Linked DNA regions of Sus scrofa: region 2 is linked to region 1. The links are chromatin contacts, called in public Hi-C maps. All regions are on one chromosome and are shown on one strand. Each heading gives the region's core, a stretch centred on a gene start, on an enhancer-like site or on the middle of the called end of the contact. The rest is flanking DNA. Distances are from core to core; before and after follow the strand shown. Region 1 has its middle 44 kb from the start of ARL14. Region 2 overlaps PPM1L (protein phosphatase 1L).

Region 1 (4,329 bases), core at 472-2,971:
TAAGGAAGAGGAAAAAAATAAATATCTACTTTTCGCTGATTTTATTAGATATGGCACTAAATTTTACTTTAAAAAGCATTTGGAAAACATGTTACTAAATTCTGAAACAAAGAAAATTTGTTTTCTGTGCAAATGTTAAACAAATGAATTATCCTGCCCATATAGCACCTGGCTATGTAATTCATTCACTTAAAATCACTCCCCCAGCCTCTGTCCCTACACCTGGCCCTGTTTCTTGTCCTCAAAGTTTAAAAAAAAAAAAAAAAGGTTCTCAGTAGCTGGCTTCTTTCCCTGACTTCTCTCCAGCCACTTTAATCTGTGCAAAAACTTTATCTTATGCTTCTCTTTTTTCTTTTTTCTTCCATTTTGGCTGCCCTACGCCATATGGAGTTCCTGGACCAGGGATCAGATCCTAGCCACAGTTTCGGCAACAGCTCTGGGCCTGGGGATTGAACCCAAGTCCCAGAGCTCCAAGATGCTACCACTGATCCATTGCACCACAGCAGGCGCTCCTACCTTGTGCTTCTTATATTGGCCTGTGGATGCCTGAATTCATCACTATTTCAAGTCATTAACTTTTGAAAAAGAGCATCATTTTTAGAAAACTGTTACTAGGTGTCTTTTGTTTGTTTGTTTTGTTTTGTTTTTTGGCCATCCTGAGGTATGCATAAGTACCTGGACCAGGGATCAAACCTGTGCCATAGCAGTGACAACATTGGATCCTTTACCTACCAGGCCACCAGGGAAATCCCTGAGTAATTGTTCTTTACAAGCTCAGGGAAAGATGTCCCAGGGAGGTTAAGGGTAACTTACCTAGTTTTTTTGAAAGTACTTACAATTTCTGAGTGTCTCAGAAACCAAGAATATTGTTGTCCCTGAATGTTTTTTGTTTCGTTTTGTTTTTTACTTACAGAAAACTTGCTTGGATTTTACTACTTTTGCACTGCAGCAAAGACTGCCAAGACTTGTCTTCAAATTTGTCAACAATTCTGGATTTAGCATAAATTTTTCCCTGTAGCATAAATAAACTACATGCAAGAGATTAAGAAAAAGAATGCTAAATAAAAGCAGACTTTTTATAATTAAGGGGCCCCCATGAAAAACCAATAAGAAGCCATGGGGGTGGGTTGCTGGGTCATGTGTGAATTCCTGAGGCAGGAAAGAGGAGGCCAAGAGCAATCTCCAAGCAGAAGGAAAGGGTAATACCTTTAAAGGTTTCAGCTTCTCAGTAAAGTTTAAGGATTTATAGGAGTTCCCATTGTGGTTCAGTGGGTTATGAACCTGGCTAATATCTGTGAGGATTCAGGTTCCATTCCTGGCCTCACTCAATGGGTTAAATCTAGCGTTGCCACAAGCAGCAGTGCAGGTCACAGATGTGGCTGAGATCCAAAGTTGCTGTTGCTGTGTTATGGCTATGGTGTAGGCCAGCAGTTGTGGCTCTGATTCTGATTCAGCCCCTAGCCTGGGAACTTCCATATGCTATAGGTGTGGCCCTAAAAAGAAAAAGAAAACAAAAAACAATAAAACAATAATGATAATAAAACAAAAGCAACTTACAAAATTCTCAGTTAAGGTGTCTGCCTTAGTAACAGACAAGAATAAGATAAGGAGGTAGAAAGAGAATAAAGAATGAAGCACATACAAAGTTACATTGGTGTACACTGGTCCCTGACAGTGGAGACAGTCCCTAAGAGAGTGCTTCTCCCGTTCAGGCTTTTCTCAGTTCCTAACCGAGAGCTCACACTCATTCAATACCATGTCCCAGGAACCTATTAATCTTTTCCGTATTCTATCATTTAAGCTTTAAAATAGTTCTATGTCAAAGTACAATTTTCAAGTTAAAAACATAATTTCATACAGAAATATAATGAATGTATGCCAAAAATACATTTAACTCAATAATAAATGAGGGAACTAGTAAAATATCAAAGTTGGTTTCCAAGAGCATTTCAAGAAGAAGAGTTACATACCAGGAAAGGAACTTTTTAAAGGCTGTTATTGTCTAAAGGCAATAAAATGATAACCTTTGGAATAATTTTTGTTACTTGACAGAAACCTACAAATTAATATGTAACTTCATAATTTGGAGGCTCTAACAAAATAGCAAATTGGAAAGTAAAACAAAGGTACATGCTAGGGATCAAACAACCCTTGGACAGGCCTGATTAAATAATAACCCAGCATGACATTGAAAAGAGATGAAGTCATCCTTTTTATTTCTTATAATTTCTTCTTTAACCTCTAGCCTTTTCCTCTCTAGGCTGAAAGTTCAATGGAGTCAGGAGCTGGTGTGTCTGGTCTTTCTCACCCTCATGAAAATCATGCAAGCATATAATGTGCAGGGTCAGGCACTAACTATGCAGTTAAGAAATGTTTGGCTGAATCAAATTGAGTTTTCAAAAAGGGTAGAAACTTGCATAAAATAAAATAGTAGGTGAGTGGTAGATTTCCTGAGATTTCTTATACCATCCCAGGAGGGAGGTGTATTCATTTCCTGGGACTAGTGTAACAAATGATCACAAGGTTTCACCTTAAAAAACAGACATTTATTCTCTCACAGCTCCGGAGACTGGAAGACTGAAATCAAGGGGTTGGCAGGCACATGCCTCCTCTGAAGGCTCTAGAGAAGAATGCTTCCTAGAATTCCCCTAGAATGCTTCCTAGCTCCTGGGGGTTGCCACCATTGATGGAGTTCTCATCTTTTAGTTGCATCATTCCAATTTTGGGCTTTCTTCACTTGATTGTTTTCCCTCCAGGTGTGTGTGTATCTCTGTGTCTCTTCTCATTAGGATACCAGTGATTGCATTAGGGCCCTCCATAATCTAGAAGGCTCTCATTTTACTTTATATCTTAGTTAAGTCTGCAAAGACTCTATTCCCAAATAAGACCACATTCACAGTGTCATGGGCTAGGACTTGAACATATCTTTATGCGGGACAGGATTCAACTCATTACAGGAGGCCTTGGAGTCAGGAGATCTTGGGTTTGAATTCCTTAAACCCATTTAGTCAGGTGAGCATCTCTTGGCAGTGTCATAGGCTTTCTGCTTTCCCAAGTGCTGCAGAAAAATCCTGTTTTTAGCCAGGTGGAAGTTCAAGAGCCAGGCACTTCTCTTGACTATTTTGCATCAAGTCATCTTGATTTTGTATCTCTAGTTCTAATAATAAATTTCTTTCATGTTCTCTGAAAGAAAGTCCTTGCCTTTTATTCATGTTCTAATAAGTGGGTCCTTATCCTGACCCTGCCATGTCTGAGTTTTGATACTGGCCCAAGAGACCAGTTCTTTGGGGACGCTGTCCATGCCATGCTCTTTCCTGGTATTGACACCAGCACTAGCTGAGTTATTAGAGAGCAGGGAGGGAGCAGATGCTCTACTCTGATTGGATGAGAGGAAAGAGTCTGGAGTTGGCCTCTTCCTGCTTGCCATTGGCCTGACACTCAAGAGGGGTCCTCAACAAATTTCTAATCTGGGTGGATGTCAGTGGCATCCCATCAAGGTGCCTGTGTGAGAGAGGCCTTGCAGCGTGTGCAGATAGTAGCAATTCTGAGCATTTGGTGGCTGTAGAGAGCAGTAATATTTAAGTTTTTAGTTTAAAAAAAAATCTTTCCAGGAGTTCCTGTCATGGCTCAGTGGTTAAGGAATCCAACTAGGAACCATGAGGATTCGGGTTCCATCCCTGGCCTCGCTCAGTGGGTTAAGGATCCGGCGTTGCCGTGAGCTGTGGTGTAGGTCGCAGTTGTGGCTCGGATCCCATATTGCTGTGGCTCTGGTGTAGGCCGGCGGCTAGAGCTCTGATTAGACCCCTAGCCTGGGAACCTCCATATGCTGCGGGAGCGGCCCTAGAAAAGGCAAAAAGACAAAACAACAACAACAACAACAACAAAAACTTTCCAAATTAGTTTTTTTCTTCCCTTTTTATTTCTATTAAAATGTGGTTAATTTACGATGTTCTGCGTATTTCTGCTGTACGGCAAAATGACTCAGTTGTGTCTATATATACATACACACATTCTTTTTTTATATTCTTTTCCAGTATGGTCTGTCCCAGGAGATTGGATATAATTCCCTTGCTATACAGCAAGACCTCATTGCTTATCCATTCTAAATGTTATGGTTTGCATCTACTAACCCCAAACCCCATCCCACCCCCTTCCCCCTCTCCCCTCTCCCTTGGCAACCACAAGTCTATTCTCTTTGTGAGTCTGCTACTGTTGTGCAGATAGGTTTATTTGGGCCATTTTATATTCCATATATGGTATTTGTCTTTCTCTTTCTTAATTCTTCATTTAGTATGATACTCTCCAAATTGATTTTGAAAAATTATAAAC
Region 2 (4,300 bases), core at 842-3,341, 110 kb after region 1:
TATTTGTATTCTGTTGTTCATGGAGATGTTTGTCCAGGTGCAAGCTCTCCAGAAAAGGGTCCCAGGGACCAGCCTATCTCACAGGTGTTCTCTGGGGTCTGTGGTCATGCTTGGTCATGTGATTAGGAGAGACGGATGCAGTCATCATGTGACCAGGCTGGGGCACACCACCCATCTGAGCAAGTGACTAGGAATCTATAAGCCAGAATTCAGAAATGAGGTTGAAAGATGCTGATGTGATCCTGTACAGGTGAGCAGTCCACGCTGTGTTTGAAGTCTTTCATTTTAAAAGATTGGCAACTGGGTCTTGGGAAAAGCGTGAATGTTTCCTGAGCCCTGTTCTTGTTCAGTCCTCAGTATTCCTGGGGAAGGACAAGTGAGTGGCAGGTGCCTTTAGGAAAACATACATATGGATGTAAACATGTGCACTACTCATACCACTGGTGTGGTTGTACAAGCCCTTTGGAGGTAGAACCCCGATTCTGTTAAAGAGTATGGCAAAATCCTCCCATGGATTAGCTGCAAGACTCCTAGTTTCCATTAAGCCCTAACAGGTAAAAATGGAAGAAATAGGGCTGGTCAGCTGGTCTGGCTGCAGCATTAAAGTGAAACCTGGGGATAACTTAACACTTGAGTGTAAAATATGCATAGGGGAAATTTAGGGTGCTCTCAGAAGTAACCCCTGAGTAGTAGAAAGAGGCGTGTTTGTCGTTTTTTTCCCCCAGTAGGCTGTCAAATATATCAGTCGTCCATTTTCCTTCTACCCTATGTGGTGTCATTAATTTAGGCCTCTCTCCTTGGCAGGACCATCCCCATTTCAGCATCTGATGATTTGTTTAATCAAAGTTACATTCTCTTTGAATAGCAGCTTCATACATTAAGAACTTGTGATGTATTTTAAAGAAACCTCTGGTGATTTTTGCACAAATATCAATTTCTCTGTCAATAAGAAAATTAAAATAGTACTTCAGGTGTGTTTAGATAGGACTTAAAGTGTTCGTGTTATTGATACATTCTAAAGTATAATACATCCTAATGTGCTTTATGGCTTCATTAAGGTGACTGTTTTCTTCCTTGCTGAAAAGAGACTCTTCCAAGGATTTTATTGCTATTATTTCTTTATTTAAGCTGTTTAATTGCAATTAAAGTGCATGGCAGTTGATGGATAGAGAGCAGTTCTTCAAATTGTTTTGAGTCTTCACACTCAAAGCTATTTTTCCTTCTCTGCCTTTAGAGATATTTTACAAGTTTAGGTAATATTTAATCTTTAAAAAATATTTGAGAGACTTAGTGTAGAGATTATTAAATGTATTTTAACTTTAAACAGCCTCTTCCTTGTGAAAGCAAGGACCATTGTTACTGTGTAATTTCCAAGCTTTCGGAGATTCTAATTTCTTGCAGTTCAACAACTTCTCTTTGGAAATCAGAATGCCTGAGAGAATCCCATTTCCATATCTAAAATTAGAAATGACATGCAAAGATTACAGGCATTTTACCAGACATGGTAATGATATGTTTTCTTTTTGTTAAAACCTGAAGGAAAAAAAATCAAGCAGTTAGCATTTTGCTAGATAAACTGTCTGTCTTTGGACAATACTTCTGTCCATTTGTTTGATTTGGGAATCAGTTGTAGCCATGTGTCTGTGTTGTGTTCCTTACCACTGCCCAGTTTTGCATTTAGGATTGTTTTCCCTAATGAAATCCATAAGACCATACAAATGTTCTCACTTGCTAATTTTCTTTATAGACAACTGTGTTTGTGAAATATACCTTTGGAAATTCAAGCCAAGTGCCTTTTTATAGATTTTTTTGAGAATTTTCTATGAGTGCTCTATTTACCATGCGTGGAGCTTCGCCTGGTGACTTTACATGGGTACTAACTTAGAGTGCTGTTTGCAGTTGGCCCTTATAGAATTTGACAGCTAATCGTCCTGCATAAGGGATCTGCCTCTCCCCTTACATTTGGGAAATTAACCTTGGGGAGGAGGTCGAGGTGGAGCCCAAATGGAGGAAGCAAAGTCCTCTCTGGGGACTGGGTGACCTTCTCCTGGCATCTGGGTTTTCCACTCCCTCCTATCAGACTCCTGCTTGGACAGCTGGCTGTATTCCCAGCCTACAGAGGATCACTGCCCAGGGCCTAGAGCCCCAGCCCAGCCTGGCGGATCATCTGTGATTTTTGATTACCACCTCTGTACTCCAGCTGCATAGTAATTCAGATTGACTATAATTTACATCACCTTGAATCCTAATAAGTGTGGTCTTTACCTGCATCTTAATATCGATCAGATTCTTTTTTTTCTCCCTAAGGTGAAAAGTAAGAAGATCCTGTATTGAATCTGGAAAATGAAAAAGTAGGGGGGTAATTTCAGAACAGTGGCACCTTGACTAGCATTACTATGGGGGAAAGCTTTATACAATTGGGTTTATCAGATTGCTGTCTGCAATACTGCAGTTCAGTTTTACATTTAAGGTGTAATTGAATCTAAATTGGATACTGCTGTCTTCACCCCTTTACAATCCTTTAAGTAATTTTCTATAATGTAGTGAAAAGGTGTGGCCCATACCTAGAGCGCTCTGGGCAGTATCTGGCTTGCAGACGTGTTTATTTCTTCTGCTCTGTCTTAAAACCTGTGAATTTCACATTAAGGACCAGATTTTTGGCATCTTTTGAGAATCTGGAAGATGTGTCAATATTTAGCCTTTATTCTCTCAATGGCTGGAGCTAGGAAGCAACAGCCACCCCCCACCCTCCACCCTGCTTTGGGTTGGGCAGTCCACCACACCAGCTGTTGCCATACACTCAGACTACTTTGTCCATTTACGTTACCAGTTTGGGTCCTCTTGGAAGCCTGGAAACACCTCCAGCCTCATTCCTCTTGTATTCACATCCATGCTCTGCCTCACTGGTAAAAAAAAAAAAACAACACGCAGAGCTCTAAGGAAGGAGCCACTCTCCAACTTCTGGGCCTTTGCACATTCTGGTCCCTCTTCCTGAGATGCCCTTCCCTACCTTCTCCTGGCCTACCCAGCTTGATCATGGTGTTGGAGAAGCCACCTTTGACACCACTCCCACTGCTGGGCCTCTTCACTGCTCTCTGCTCCATGGTAACTGTGGAGTTAAGTCTTTTTCCCCTTAGACTGGATTAGTCTTGAGGGCAGGGTTTGTCCTACACTTTTCCTTTTAATCAGTAACTCACAATTCTTGGGACATAGTAAACTTGTAATACATTACTTTTAATTGATATGTTTAATATTATCTAGGGCAGGGGTTCTCTCCCAGAGCTACATATTAGAATCACCTGGAGAGCTCTAAAGACTGCCCACATGCCAGCCTGGATATGAATACAAGAGGGGTCAGTTACATTTGAATCTTTGGGGGTGGGGCCCAGGAACAAGTAGTTTTTAAATCACCTCAGGTGATCCAGTGTGCAGCCAACAGTTGGGAGAAGCTGGTCTAATTCATGAGACAAAGGTAATCAAAAGAAAAGCAATCTGCCATGATTTTAGTTTTAGATTGGAGCATATCGTGATGACTTTAGGCAAGTCCACCTGCAACAAACATTTTTCTTTAACTTTAGTAGCACATAAGTGTTTAAACAAATAGGAGCCTATCTTCAAAAAATCAGTTTCTCTTCCAACAGTGGAGTACTTCTGCAGACTATAATAGTGACAAATAGCTAATCAGCATTATCACTGCAGTACATTAACAGCTTTTTATAATTTGGGTAGTTTATGTTGTGTAGCCATGTGCCATTTTCCACCTTGCTGCATTTTGATGTAAAATTCAGGTGGATTATATTTCAGTCACCATATAAATTAGCTTAGGTATTTGTTGAATTTCTGACACCAACTGCTTCTCTTTTCTGCATATTCTAAATTGTTTTATATTGGGAAATCTAGTTGGAAAATAGATAGAAACAAAATATTAGCTGGTGTCATGTGGAAAACATACTTGAAATAAACCCATTTTAACTTGGTGAAAGCTGTCACCAGCTATATTGCCTGATAATGAAATGATCAGTCCTGAGCTCATAATTAGTTTGGAGAGGGCTCAGGGAAAAAAAGAAAAGAAAAAAGAAAATAATGAAAGAATTGAGGAAAGATTTATGAATTGGGATGTTTTTATTTTGGAGACAAAAAGACTGAGGGGAAAAAATTTCTGTATGGACACTTTTTTGTGGATAGTAACTTATTTCCACTGATAATGAAGTAGTAGGCATTTGCTTTAAAGTTAAAGGAGTTTTAGAGATTTATGTCTAAAGAATCATTTCCTGTTTATAAAGACTTTTAGGTAGTGATA

The links. A called contact is a pair of places that touch in the nucleus more often than the background predicts.
Region 2: a Hi-C map of liver shows a contact between it and region 1, with 10 times the contacts expected there. The contact joins two enhancer-like sites. A contact is called at or near these places in 4 of 47 Hi-C or Micro-C datasets (embryonic fibroblasts, liver and skeletal muscle).

Annotation. Positions count from the first base shown.
Region 1 is chr13:100,389,505-100,393,833 of Sscrofa11.1, forward strand. No RefSeq gene overlaps it. Among named protein-coding and RNA genes, the nearest start is that of ARL14, 44 kb to the left of the region's middle. Within about 2 kb of position 1,722, at least 6 of the 83 cell types and tissues checked have an H3K27ac peak or open chromatin away from gene starts, as enhancers often do. A contact at or near this core is called in liver, where this site is marked.
Region 2 is chr13:100,498,675-100,502,974 of Sscrofa11.1, forward strand. The region is part of intron 1 of PPM1L (protein phosphatase 1L); the gene reads left to right. Among named protein-coding and RNA genes, the nearest start is that of PPM1L, 58 kb to the left of the region's middle. Within about 2 kb of position 2,092, at least 8 of the 83 cell types and tissues checked have an H3K27ac peak or open chromatin away from gene starts, as enhancers often do. A contact at or near this core is called in liver, where this site is marked.